2 separate regions of the Hordeum vulgare genome follow, and region 1 is linked to region 2. The links are chromatin contacts, called in public Hi-C maps. All regions are on one chromosome and are shown on one strand. Each heading gives the region's core, a stretch centred on a gene start, on an enhancer-like site or on the middle of the called end of the contact. The rest is flanking DNA. Distances are from core to core; before and after follow the strand shown. Region 1 has its middle 99 kb from the start of LOC123395667. Region 2 has its middle 62 kb from the start of LOC123397593.

Region 1 (7,602 bases), core at 2,212-4,711, 410 kb before region 2:
TGGAATCCAGTAATTCCGGTAAATATAACAAGCGTAGTATTTTGTATCTGAGAAATATTTTGGATTCATTTATTTTTGTACGTTGCATTTTTGGTCAGCCCTTTTTCTATATCAATGACGCATTTGGTTAGCCTCCAGAGACCTCGGTCTGGTTTTGGAATACATAAGCTAGACTGTGGCCTACCTGCTTATCCAAAAAAAATAGGGGCACGGACACAGTGCACAGGTGCCAAGTTGTAGTTCAGGCTACGCTGGTACTCCTTGGATTACAGTCTTACACTGATAGATTGTTGATGTACACTTGGAACCTGAGCAAAATTAGAATACATTACACAATAAGCTTACAGTTGCATTGCTGCTGCACTGGCATGCAGTTAGAAGGCATGGCCGTCAGCATTCATACATAATACACAAGAAAATACACACATGAGAACAAAAGATGACCAGGTGTACTCTGGAGACTGAGAACCTGAATAAGGGTGACTTAACATGATGCTACAAACCATTGCCTGGTGTTCCATGAGGTGTAAAATCTGGAGTTGATTGGACTTTTGAACACGGGCTTGTGAGTTCTCTAGATATCTCTATCTCTTGCTGGCAGACGTAGCTATCTAAAACATCTGGTACAGTTAACTGCATATCGTGGGATGGGTTAGAATCTGCAGTTGTTTCAATCTGACCTGTGTTGTTCTTTTTCTTGTACCTCTTGTAGAGAAACATCACGAGGGCTATCAAAAGGGCAGATGTTGAAGCAACTCGAGTGAGCAGAAAGAGCTCTCAAAAGTTTTGAACTTTAGACTGCTTGAGCCGATGGTGGGGCCGTCATTCTGACAGGTATTTTGATCTCCTATCCATTTCCTTTCTATCTGAATGATAGTATCTCCCTCTGTTATGCTGAGGATTGCCCTTGAGAAGTCGTCGACCAGAGGGGATCGTTTGGGGAATGCCTACACAAGTAAACATATTCAATATTATAGAAACTACTCAAGTATAATAAGGATTAAAAAAATATTTTCTACACGGAAGTGGATACAAATAGCATGGTACATATTTACACTTTCTGCAAACAAGTGCCTCTGGATTGAAGTGTTTTCTTTTTCTTTTAAGTGATGTACTTTCAAGTTTTGGTTGATAGAAGCTGTCAACCTCATACTAGCTATGATATATGCCACTCTGCTGCCTACTCCCTCCGTTCTTAAATAATAGTCTTTTTAGAGGTTCCACTAGAGGACAACATCCTTCTCGCAGCATTTTAGAAATATAAATATGTTTAGTTGTTTTCTTATCAAGTTAACTCCATGTAGGTACAAATTGTGGAGGATAGCTCAATATTCAATGTTTGAAAGATAGGTATTGGAAGTTAGGCCCAACCTGAACAGTAATATATATAGCATTAGTAAAATAGTGATATAAATTTATTTGTAGACAACTGATACATATTTGCTGGATTTCTTTCGAATGTTTGATGAAATATCAGAACCTGAATTTACTCATAAACTTACCTTCAATATTAGACTCAATTATTATTAAATTTGGTATTGACTATCCAAAGACAATTTCTCGACTCGGCCAACAATGACTAATAGAAATTGTGTGTATTCCCCCCTTGCAACGCACGGGCATATTTACTAGTAATAATAAAGCAAATTCGGTTTCTGGTCGTCCGTCATGGAAATTACCCTTAAAGTTTGCATTTATTACCCACCATGCCACCGGTAAGTAATAGAAAACGTTTCAGAAAGCAAAAAAAAAATCTTGGACTGGACCGGCCCATGTAAAAACCTCCTATATTACGCTCTACACGCTGGGAGAATATCCAGCACACCGTATGGGCCGACCCATGCACAGGCGTCTGCTTTTAGTTCCGTTTATTTATTTATTTTCAGTTCTGTTTTATTTTTTTATTGTAAATAATTTAGAACTTATCATTAAAAAATTTAATAAACTGAAAAATACAAATCAAAATATTTTAAAAAATAAAATGTTTGTGACTTCAAAAACTGCTCGGAGCTTTGTCAAAAATTATCGCATATACAATAAAATGTTTGTACAATAAGAAAAGTCCATGATTTCAAATACAATTCCATGTATTAAAAATTATTAAAGGCATTTAACAAAATGCTTTCTAATTAAAAATATGTTAATGCATTTAAAAAATGTCCTAAAATTTTAAAAATAGCTAATGCCTGTTTTGATAGTTTCTTTTTTTATTTAAAATTTTCCGTTTCATTTTTGTTTATTTCTAATTTAAATAATTTAGAATTACAAAAACTTTTGCATATCAAAAAGAGGAATTTTGAATTAAATGCTGACAAAAACATAAAATGTTTGTGGGTACGAAAAAAGCGCCGTTTTTTTTTTTGCAAATTCCAAAACAATGTCCATGAATTTAATAAATATATTACTGATTTCTAAAAATGTTTGTTTATTCATAAAAACTTCATGCGTTTCAAAAAATGTTTGTGAATTTAAAATAAAATCCTCCAACATAAAAAATTATGTTCGTCTTTTCTTGAACTGGTCGCCAATTCAAAAGAAAATATTTAAACCCGTTCGAAATATAAAAAATATTCACAATTTTTAGTAAATGTTTGTAAATTGTAAAAAATGTTCTCGATTTTAAAATTGTTTCCATATTTTTAAAATTCTTCACGAAAGATCTAATGTATGTAGTTAAACATTAATACTTCTAAGTCTTTGTGACAATATACTTGTGTGAATTTTGAAGAATTAACTGTTGGATGGATCAAATTACTATTGTATGTTTTTTAAAAAATATTGAAATTCAGAATAAATCTTTGAGTGACCAAGATTTTAAACAACCATGATATATATTTTTTGAAAATGTAAAGATTGCTTCAACTTGTGAATAAATTTAAAAGAAGAAACATTTTCTTGCATTTGTGCATAAAATTTTAAAATCAAGCGATGATATATGAACATAATGTGATCACCATCATTGAAGATTATGTTTTTATCTTCCGTGGCAACACACGGGTCATTTTGCTAGTAGTAAAAAAATACATAAAAACCAATTTAAACACGAGAAAACGTACTGAAAGACACAAGAAAATGAAATTTAGAGGGAGCGCCCGCATCCGCATGTGACAAGTGGCAGTGACTAGACGTGCCACTTGGCGTGCTCCCACAGCAATGTGTAACATCCATTTAGTTGCCCTAAGATTTTCCGATGCATAGTGCGTCGTATATTTACTTATTTATTTATTGAGTGATAGGTGCGTCGTATATGAAATTCTGGATTTAACAGCCCGTCCATGTTACATATTTCCATGTCCGTCCAGGCCCAAGCCTCCAGCCCACTAGCGAAGAAAGCCTATCGATCATGCTGCTGGTTGGCAACTTTGTAGTATCCAAGTTGAGAACCCTCGGCGTGGAGTGGTGTGCCGTGCGGCTCCGTCGGGGCGACGGTGCAGAGACAGCGACGCCGGTCCTGCCAGGCACAATTTAATTTGTCAATTGCTGCATCGATCTATCTGTGCTGTGGACGCGCAGCGCAGACACAGAGAGAGGGAGCGCGCGCGCCTAGCATTGCCTAGGACTCGTTTTCAGCTGCAACTTGCAAGCAGGATCGACAGCAGCTACCCACCTACCTACCTAAACATCTACCCCTAGCTAGACGTACTAGCTACTACAGCAGGACCGCCATTAACATATCCAGAGAGAGAGATAGCTACTCCTACTCCTAGACCTAGGGCTAGGTGGGTAGAGTAGAGCAGCTAGCTACCTAGCTAGCCGATGCGCATGCAACTGTCCAGCGTGGTACTCTCTCTCTACCAGCAGCCAGCAGCTAGCCGATCTCGACGCATCGCAGTCGCACGCAGGCTATACGCTACGCTACGCGCATGCTAGCTCGCCTCGGGTTAATGGCTACTCGCTCGTCTTATTGATTACTGCAGGTTCCATATCGCGCCCGCTGCTGCGTGCGTGCCTCCTGCGGCATGGATCCTCGATCCATGGACTGTACGCATGCCGATCCATGCCGTCAGATCAGATGCCAGCGGAAACCCAACAGCGATGCCCCAACCGCGGCACCCCGCGCTGTTAAATGCCGATGCCGGGATGGGCACCAACTGCTTTCCTCTGGTTTCGTTTCCTTCCACGTCAAACTGTATTACTATGTTCATGAGTGGCAGTGTCTTTTTACAGCCGAAACCAACCATCGCTACTGTGCATTCCTGCTTCGTGCTTGGTGTATAAACTCCATCGATCAGGTTGGTGCCATCCCTACAGACTGTTGCTACCGACCGGGATCTGTGGTACAAATCGCAAATGTATACAATATATCTCGCGAGATTTCTACTGCACGCAGCCGTGGAGCGTGCGCATAGTATACGGCACGCTGCATGCATACGCGCGCATGCCTGTATAAAGCTGCATATCGATGCTTTTCATTGTTGATCGAGAGGATCATAATATTTTAATCCACTGCATGCGCCACACTGCTACTCCCACCTAGGTAGCTGCTAGGAGTAGCAGCCAGCCCAGGGGTGAGTTGATCAGGGATTCAACACATACACTAGCTAGCCAGCAAAGCTACTCCTGGTAGCAGCAACGGCTTTTGTTTGTCATGCTTGTAAAGAAATGCATTCGCAATATATAAATGTATGCATACTGTGTTGATGCGTGCGTAGCCCTTGGCCTGGTCGCCTGGACCACACTAGGGGCCCTTCCATTACTGTCTTTTTATTTTTTGAATGTTGACAGGATAACTGTCAAATTCATTAATCAGAAGAGGTAATACTACCGCGTGATATATGTGGTAAGCAACATAAACTTGATATATAATCAAAGAGAAGAGGTAATACTAATACACCTTCAGAGAAGAAAAACACAATAAAAAGGTTACGTAGTATAAAATGAAATGAAAGAAGAAGAAAAAAGATCCAACTGGCACAACCACACACCAGAGCTCACCATCAACTGTGCACAGCATCGAAATCCATGATCATGTCTTCAAGATGATGCCTCCGAGGAGGTGATACTAGGGACATCATCTTCATCCGATCTGACAGAGCCAACACACGTCCCATATTATCCGTTTTTGTTTGTTTGGATTCAAACGGACAAACGAACCGATCCAACGTGCGTTTTTATTTGTAAATTTGTTTCTCGTCCGTTTCATTTTATTGTGGACCTAAACTTGGTTGGGCTTTTCAATTTTCTTTCACCTAACCGAGTCAATGCACACAGAAAAAAGGGCCCGCATGTCAGCCAACAAAACGGCCTGAACCACGTTTTTTTATGGTGAAGTCGTGGACTTTCACTTCCTCACCATCTTTGCTCCCACCACAGTAGACACCAAACCCTAGCCTAGCGCTATCGTCCACCTCGCTCCCTGCCGGCCATGGGGTTGTGGAAGTGGCACTCAAGCAAGAAGACCAAGAGCGGGCACGAGGTGTGGTTGTCGTCCACCTTGTCTCGAAGGGCGGCCAGGCACTCCACCTCACTCGCATCCTTTTCCATCTCCCCTCATGTGGCCGCGTCATGCTTCTGGTCCTACATCAAGGTCGTCATCCATCGTCGGTACTGGGAAACCGACACACCGATGTCGTGGTCGCATGTCCACCTCCCAGAAGGATGGCACCTGAGCCCGGATCAGGTGCCCATTCCCCCTGTCCCAGCGAGCGGTCGTGTCCGCCTCCAGGACATCGCCAGTCATCACACCCGAATTCTGTGCCAGCACCTCGCCTACGGCAGATACGACGTCCACTCGTCCCTATGGGACACATGGTTCCAAGACGAGCACGACATGCGTCGACAAACCTTTGTTTAATAGTCGTGGTAGTAGCCCGTCCCGTGTGCCTCGTGTGCACGCACCAAGCCCGCCTAGAGCCTGCGGCTGCGCAACGTGACACCGACACCCTCTCCCTTCCCGTCGTCGTCGCCCCTGCAGCCTCCTGCCATGACAACCGAGGAGGAGGAGCAGTTCGTGTAAGCCGTCATGGAGGACTCTGAGCGGGCGTACATGAGCCGCCGGGAGGAGGAATAGGAGGGCCTATAGGAGATGCTCGAGTTATCGGCCTTCGGAGACGTTTACGAGCCGGAGGTGTAGATGAAGCAGGAGGTGAAGATGGAAGTGAAGGAGGATGCCACATAGGAGCGTGCATGGGCATCGTGGTCACCACCGCCGCCGTCGCCGCCGCCGCCTGCGTAGCACGCACCCCGTCCATTTTGGGGGCTACCGCCCCAGCTTTGGACACCCCCACCCTAAATGGACGTGATGAGCAACGACGAGGATGGTGGCGCGTGAAGACGATAGCGGCGATGGCTTCGTCGGCCACGGCATCGACGACGACAGCTTCTGCGACACGCGGGGCGACCACATTATATTTTTTATGTTTTTAATTTTATCTTAAGTAGTGTGCATGGGCTCTGACTATGGAGGACTTTTTAATTTCTTTATTTATGTTTTTAGCTATTTTCAATTCCTTTTTAAGTTTTCAATGTCTTTTTTGGTGTATTTTTGAAGTCTAACACGAACAATTTGGGGATGCAGTCGCCGTCGGATGCCCCGACTAGCGGACGACCCATACCAGACATGGGCGTCCATTTTGCCAGCAAACGGACGTCCGTTTGGGGTCGTGCGTTGGAGTTGCCAGTTTTTCAACAAAAGTTGTGAGGTAGGAAGAGCAATGAGCTCCACGAAGGTACCTCCAAGGAGGAAGAAGACATCCATATATATCGTTATTGTCGACACCCACAAGGTTGATGCACGATTTTCATCTCGAGCCAAGTAATCCACCAACCACCGAGGATCCTAGACCTACCCACCCCCGGTAGAACGAAACCAAGCACACGCTGCTAGACAAGGAATTGTCACCTCTGCACACCAAAACTAGGCGAGAACATGCCAACGTGACTAGTTTGCACCGCCGCATCAAGACTTGAGTGCACCAAGTTGATTCTGACTAACCTATGCTTCCGTGCGCAGATCTGGACGAGAATTCACATCGTAGTGCCCAAGAAAACTCGAGGGAGTGGGGGGAGGGCAGAACTCACCACCCGCACCGGTGTGCGCCTCAACCAAGCAAAAAACCAAGCCAAACTAACGGGCTCGCACAACCGAACGCAAGGGCCGAACATCCATGCTAGAACTGGTCTGCCCAAGTTTCCTCTAGCAGCAATAAGAAGAACACCGCCTTGCTTAAAGGAAGGGAGGAACCCACCAGCATTCACCGGCATCATGGGCGGATTCAGGCCCCAGACAGAAGGGGCAGCAACCTGGGGCATGAGGCCCATCTCCTTCGTCCACTTTAGCATTCTAGCTACAGTAAATGCTACAGTCAATGAAGGTTGCGTGGGCCTTGGCCCAGTTCACCTACGGCGTGACTCATTCCTGGGTTCGCTAGTGCTTCGTCACTATCATCACAACCATCTAGGCGTCGTTGGGCGGCAAGATCTCGTCACGAGCCCACGGAACCTCATATCGAGTCCGTCCATTACGACATGTGAGCATCTCACCACCGTGATGCCCAACCACCTTGGGTCGTGCGAGCACCTCCACGACCTCCTCACGCATCTAGGGGACGATGATAGAAACCCCCAAGCACCAACGAAGCCCGCAAGGTCGTCGGCTAGAAG
Region 2 (7,439 bases), core at 1,186-3,685:
ATAGTTTGTTGCAGCAGCGATTTTCACAGTACTAGTACTAGTACCGTCCTAAAAAAATGGAAAAAAAAATCAAGAGAAGGGGAAAAAATGAGAGAGAGAGAGATGAGCAATTCTGAGTTTCTCTCTCACCGCTTGGCCTATATATCCTCAGTCGCCGCTTGCTGCTCTCTTTGACGGGACCTCCTCCGCCCCCAATTATTCCCACCTCTCTCTCTCCCTCTCCTGCCAAAAGTGCCAGAGTTATTCCCCTTTCTCTTTGATGGGTAGATCAAGGTGCACCACGAGCTGGTGAAGCTGCCAGCATGATCTGATGACCTAACTCGTGGATCAGAATCCATGTCAATCAGGTCATGCTGGAGTTTCATCCGCTGGTCGGAGCACAACGAAAACCCTAAAATCCCATGAAATCTATACATGGACCATGCATCTACTACCCTTCCTGCAGGTTGTCCTCAAGGTGAGATCCATCCAACTCGCCTCACTGCCTCGCGACTACCGATCTATGCTCGGCCGTGCCTGCCTTGTGAGTCATCAATTCCTGTGTAGGTTGGTTCTGTCTTGGTTCTTGATTCTGCGTATTTTCTTTCGATCTTTCGTTGTAGAACGGATCTGGGTTTCTTGGGTGTTACTAGTGGTAGGTTTCTTCAGATCCTGTCGATTGTTCCTTTTCCTTTCCTCTCCCAAGATTTACTGCCTAGAACGAAAGTTTTCTTTCATGAGGTGACGTTTAAATTGACCTGTCCCGGTGGTAATATCTGAATCGATCTTGTGGCTTGTGATTTAGTTCATTTATATTTAGATCAGAATTTAGGTATTTATGTCACTGTTCGTTTCGCGTATGTGAGATGGTATAGACTGCTCATTAGGCAGCCTTTGGCATTAATCATGATTTTTTATACTGTTTAGGCTGCTTTGGCAGTACTCAGGGTCTCAGGCTAATGTATGTAGGAGTATGTGCTTATTTTTCAGACTTCGATGTTAATGATCCATCGTTCTTTTCCTACTTAACTGTTGTAGGTAGCTAGGTCAATTTCTTGCCAGAACATTTGCAGGAGGTAGAGGAAAACTAACTGCCCAAATACGCCAGGATATTGTAACTTTCTTGATCTTCTTAATAATGAAAAAAGTTTAGTTCCATATCTGTGGCATGGCTAGCTTAATCTTGAATGTCTAGGATGATTGTTAGGGGCACAAAGTAATTATTTTTTCAGCAATTGAAGAGTTGGATGCAGAAGAAGCAGCATATAAATGTCATCAATCTGGAAGATCGAAACAAATGGTTGCGTGATCTGTATGACTGTATCTGAGCAGCATTATTCTTCTTGATGTCACGCATTGATTGATCCTTGTTGCACCTCCATTATATCCATTATGGATTTGTCGTGGCACCACTTGTAAATGCGATGTATGGGCACGTTAATACCACTGTCACTAATTTCTTGCATACTAATTAATATCGGAATCATGCTGCTGAATTACAAATTATCTTCATGAGCACTGGTTTTTTCTAGGCCAGTCAGCCGTGAATCGTGATTATGTTCGTTCATTTTGGTCTTGTCGATAACGGTGCTGAATTAAAAAAATACCAAGTAGTGATATAATTTAAACGAAAGGTGGATATGATCAATCTTGTTCCTTCGTGGACAGATCGAAAAGTGGGCGTGGAAAACAATTATGAACCGAGTTGTCACGTCCGTCAAGACAATGGATTATCAATTCTTGCTTGCAAGATATGTCTACAGAAGAGCTGGTAGTACAGCTTGAATGATTGGCCCTTGCTTGAAGGATGAAACTGCCGTCCATCCATCTTTTCATGATCCCCCTTTGCACGCATGATTGCCCACACTTTCCTCCTCTTTTGGGCCTTGTACTATAAGAGACACGCCGCATCCATATCGCACATCACAAAATAAATTTTCCCTTCCCCATTTTCCTTGACATATGGATGTTTGTAATCCACTTGCAGAATGAAAATACATTTACTAACCCGTGTTAAAAAGTTTGCAGAAACCAAATGAACATGCAAATGTTTCAATTCCGTTTACACCTTTTTTTTAAAAAAAAAGGTAGCAAGGGTCTTTTTTTCATGAAAAAATAGTGAAATAGAAACATGTAGAACTGCATATATGCTGCAAAACGGGCAATGATAACAGCATTTTCCCCATGAAAATTGACAGCATAAAAAGATACCTTGATGTTTTGTTTGAAGAAAACTGTTGACACTCGTAATTTAGTTTTATTTTTGAGCACAAGGGTGTGCATGTGGGTGCACGTCTGCCTAATTAGTTGTAACTTTTTGTTGGCATGTGTAACTACCACGCATCTCTCTGATGTCATGGCGATCCAAGTACATTTGTCACCTAGCATGCATGCATGGTCCTTTGGAAGATTCATGGGCCACACATATGTGCACATAGCTCCAAGCCTTCCTTTATGGCGATTTGGTAAGCTATGGCCGGTTTGTTAGAAGATGCCCACTACTACAACCTAGCTTGTCCTCTCGACCCCTCTCCAGCTCTCATAGAGGACTCGTGTGTGTCAAAATAATGTTTTGTACCCTTTTATGCAACCTTGTCCAATGTCCATGTACAATCTTCGGTCCAAAATATATGTCTCTTTACTATTTTTATGCAAAGTCAGATGCTTTTGCCTCATGTCAACAGATTTTAGCAGCTCCCCAGCTAATGTTTCGAGCTACCTATTAGTAAAAGTTTAGTACTATCCCTTAGCTTTAGTAAATTTATTATTATTAAACTAAAATCACGGCAAGTATTCTGGAACAGAGGGAATTTCCAGCATGATATCATACTAAAATTTTAACTAAAAAATCAGTTAGTGGGTATTTCCTCTGTTCCAAAATTCTTGTCTTAAGTTTATTTAAAAATGGATATATCAAAACTTGACTATGTATATTTCTATATAGACAAATGTAAGAAAAGAATTTTAAAACGGAGGAAGTATAAAACAGAGTCACGAGAATATCTGGATATGCATGCACGCATATATTCATGCTGGAAAATAATTCGGAGCTATGCATGATGATGTGTGTATCTTGACCTAGCTAGCTAGCTTGCTGGAGTGGAGTGCGGCCGGTTGTGTGGCTCCAGAAGATTGCCGGCCCTTTTCTCCATGCCTGGGCCGTCGTCTTCTCGTTTAGACGCAGGTTGCGTCAGTCAGAGCAACTCTACCAGACCTCGTATCTGCCCGACCCGTAAAACGCGTTTGCAGCTCGTGTAAAATTACTTTTACGGACGGCGCGGGCTGGCACAGATGCAAACCCCGCATAATAGATTCGTAAAAAAACATATTTACGGAATATACTTTTTATACGGGTCGGCTTATGCGGGTTCTGATCCGGCGCAGCTCCTCCCGACCCGTAAAACTTAGATTTACAACTTAAATTGATCTAGCACAATGCTTTTCTTTGCTTTTACAACAACATTAGATACAAAAGATATCACCAAGTCTTGGCTAGAATAGCAAAACCAAAGAAAACAAGAATCACAAGTATGCATTTCCCCTCTAGTTGCACATGCAGCCGCATCATTGCCTTTGATTGTACTAAGGAGTGCACTAACATTTATTAAGTTTCTTTCTATCAACAAATCAATGTATTGGCCTTCCCAAAACCAAAATGAGCATCCATCGTCCTACACAAAAGAATGAGCAAGCTTGAAGTGAGCTACCGCAATTGAACTAAAGAATGAGCTATGGAACGAGCTACCGCAAGTGCACGTATCTGTCATTTTCGCATTTGTAGAACACCCATCCGGGGTGCTTTGGCGTGCCCGAAGTGAGCCGCACCACTTGGTGCGTGAAGTCATCGCACTTTATGAGCGGCATCGACAGGCCACAAAGACGTTACGCGAGCGCCGAGCCCGGTGGACGGCCGGACGAGTCCATGCCCGCAAACCTTCGGCGGCGGCGGGCGGACGAACCCGTGTCTTCATGCGGCGATGCGCCCTTGCCTGGGCTGCGGGAGAGGCTCCCCGACCACTCCATCGCCTGGGGCAGCAACCGGCGGCCGGAAAAAGCCAAATCCGGCAGCCCACGATGAAGTGTCGAGATCTGTAAATCCGGCGGCCCGCTGATGTAGGGGGGAGGGAGGGGAGCTCTCGTGCGCGTGACGGCCTTCCGGCGTGCTCCTGCCGGCTGCTGTCGCCGAAATCTTGGGCGGCGGCCGACGGCGGCGCGAGGGGGGAGAGGAGAAGTGGTTGGTGGGAGAAAGCGCGGGATGAAATGCCCCCCACCAACCGCTTCCGCTTATATGCAGGGCACCGCAGCCACGAGGGGGAAACCCACGTTTTCCCGAGTTGGGGTCGGGATTTTGCCGCGCCCCCTAAAATGTTTTGTGGGCCGGGACGGGATGCGGGGTCTGATCGGGCTGGTTTTTCCGCCCCGACCCGCATTTTGACGGTTATTTTACGGGTCGGGGCCGGATGCGGGGTCTGCTAGAGTTGCTCTCACTGGCGTGTGGAACTGGACAATGTGGGACGCAATGTATTTATCCTCCAGACGTGTCATGATCCACTCATTTTCCATTACATACACGCGCGTGAGGTGCTGCGTAAGATGAGATCCCACAGCCTGATAAAGAAAAAAAAACTGCTACAAATCAGTCGGTTGATTTGTCACGAAATTAAGCTGCCTTCATAGCATCCGATTCAAATCCTCTCAGCCGCAGGATCAAGAGGCGCCAGGCAGCAGTCTCCCATGGCAGCACCCGTAGGCCCTTCATTGCAACCTCGTCGGAGCTTTCACGACTGTCGTGGCACTTCACTGCAACCTCGTCGGAGCTTCATTGTAACCTCGTCGGAGCTTCTGATGACCGCCGTGGCGCTTCGTTGCAACCTCGTCGGAGCTTCCCATGACCGTCGCGGCGCTTCACTGCAACCTCGTCGGAGCTTCGTTGCAATCTCGTCGGAGCTTCCCACGACCGTAGCGGCGCTTCACTGCAACCTCGCCGGAGCTTCTGACGACCGTTGTGGTGCTTCATTGCAACCTCGTCGGAGCTTCATTGCAACCTTGTCGGAGCTTCAACGACCGTCCCGACGCTTCACTGCAACCTCGCTGGAGCTTCAACGACCGTCCCGATGCTTCACTACAACCTCACCGGAGCTTCATCGCAACCTCGCTGAAGCTCAACAGCGACGTCGTAGCATCGGGTGATGTAACGCCGCTCCACCGCTGGCCATGGCTGCAGCTCATCGACCCTCCTGTTGTAACGCAGCAGCGTCATCGACGTGGCAGCACCGTAGTCGTATCATCGTCTACTCAACGCAGCTCCGTCGTCGGCCATTGCAGCAACGTCTTCCTCTCATATCCAACAACAACACAGGGTCAACGGCAACTCGGATTGCAGTTGGAACGATACAGCTAAGCGAAGCTTCAGTGAGCATCACTGCAAGTAGGTGCATCATGGCTATGGGATTTGAGAGGTAGTGGCTTGTTGGGGAAGATGAAAATATGGGAGAGAGAGAGGACATCAGAGGGGATTAGCTTTTTGAAGGAGTTAGTCGCGACATTTCCAAAGGATAAGGCTCGGTTGGTGGGATAGCGTAGCGGTGCGTCACACACGTGGCTGTCCATCGAGGCGACTTACGCGAGCGGTGTATCAGCTGGTTGATTTAGAGCTTTTCGAGAAAAAGGTCGATTGTTGTTTTCCGTTACATCTTTAGAGTTCACCCATCAAAAAGTAAAGGAGAGCTTAAAAGCTTAAATGTGTAATCATTTCTTAGCGACTTACGGCTTCTTGTTTATGTTGGGAACACTTTTAATCATTTCTGGATATTATTTTTGTTTTTTGAAACAAACCAAAAGACTTGTCATTTCAAGGATTAAGAGAGAAGTTACAAAACAAACTAACAGGAAAAAATGCTCACTTTAGTGACATCCAATTACACAAATGTTTGGCGTCCACTGAAACCCAGGAGTCAACTTCCTTCTTGATGTTTAACACCATGACCATGGGGGAGCACTCTTGTTGTGGAACGTTCTCACGTTACACTCATTCCATATCACCCATGAGTTCCACGATCCCACGAGCACCACCATTTATGATTAGGACGATGCCATTCCATCACTCGCTAACTGGTGTCATGGTTGCAGCAAGCACAATGCTATGCAAACTAAGCAAAGTCTTGACCTCATTCTGATCCCACGAGTGCCACAACACTATGCAAATTCGAGTTTGTCAGTCATCCAAATCCGATCGTGAATAACCAATCAAGCAAAGAATTTTTGCTTTGGAGGTGCCCAAGAGAGGTTTGTTGGAAATATGCCCTAGAGGCAATAATAAAATGGTTATTATCATATTTCCTTGTTCATGATAATCGTCTATTGTTCATGCTATAATTGTATTAACAGGAAACAGTAGTACATGTGTGAATAAATAGATCACAATGTGTCCCTAGCAAGCCTCTAGTTGGCTAGCTCGTTAGTCAATAGATGATCATGGTTTCCTGATCATGGGAATTAGATGTCATTGACAACGGGATCACATCATTAGGAGAATGATGTGATGGACCAGATCCAATCCTAAGCATAGCACTAGATCGTATTGTTCGTATGCTAAAGCTTTTCTAATGTCAAGTGTCTTTTCCTTCGACCATGAGATTGTGCAACTCCCGGATGCCGTAAGAGTGCTTTGGTGTATCAAACGTCACAACGTAACTGGGTGACTCTAAAGGTGCACTACGGGTACCTCTGAAAGTGTCTGTTGGGTTGGTACGAATCGAGATCGGGATTTGTCACTCCGCGTGATGGAGACTATCTCTGGGCCCACTCGGTAGAGCATCATCATGAGCTCAGTGTGACTAAGGAGTTAGTCAAATGATGACGTGCTACGGAACAAGTAAAGAGACTTACCGGTAACGAGATTGAACAAGGTATAGGTTTACCGACGATCGAATCTCGGACAAGTTCTATACCGACAAACAAAGGGAATTGTATACGGGATTGATTGAATCCTTGACATCGTGGTTCATCCGATGAGATCATCGTGGAGCAAGTGGGAGCCACCATGGGTATCCAGACCCCGCTGATGGTTATTGGCCGGAGAGGTGTCTCGGTCATGTCTGCATGTCTCCCGAACCCGCAGGGTCTACACACTTAAGGTTCGATGACGCTAGGGTTATAGGGAATTGTTATACGAGGTTATCGAAAGTTTTTCAGAGTCCCGGATGAGATCCCGGACGTCACGAGGAGCTCCAGAATGGTCCGGAGGTAAAGATTGATATATAGGACGGATGGTTTTGGACACCGAAAGTGTTTCGGGCGTCGCCGGTAACGTATCGGGACCACCGGGACCACCGGAAGTGGCCCGGGGGGTCCACCGGAAGGGGGCCATGACCCTGGGAGGCTAGATGGGCCAAGTGCGGGAGGGAACCAGCCCCTAGGTGGGCTGGTGCGCCCCCCACACTCAGCCCATGGCGCAAGAA

What was found. Hi-C and Micro-C count contacts between places; a contact is called where the count stands out from the background.
Region 1: a Hi-C map of seedling shows a contact between it and region 2, with 2.7 times the contacts expected there. The contact joins two enhancer-like sites. A contact is called at or near these places in 3 of 6 Hi-C or Micro-C datasets (leaf and seedling) and 1 of 1 datasets of contacts at active chromatin or transcription factors (embryo).

What each region holds. Positions count from the first base shown.
Region 1 is chr5H:42,575,095-42,582,696 of MorexV3_pseudomolecules_assembly, reverse strand. No RefSeq gene overlaps it. Among protein-coding and RNA genes, the nearest start is that of LOC123395667, 99 kb to the left of the region's middle. Within about 2 kb of position 3,461, at least 3 of the 3 cell types and tissues checked have open chromatin away from gene starts, as enhancers often do. A contact at or near this core is called in leaf and seedling, where this site is marked.
Region 2 is chr5H:42,166,972-42,174,410 of MorexV3_pseudomolecules_assembly, reverse strand. No RefSeq gene overlaps it. Among protein-coding and RNA genes, the nearest start is that of LOC123397593, 62 kb to the right of the region's middle. Within about 2 kb of position 2,435, at least 3 of the 3 cell types and tissues checked have open chromatin away from gene starts, as enhancers often do. A contact at or near this core is called in leaf and seedling, where this site is marked.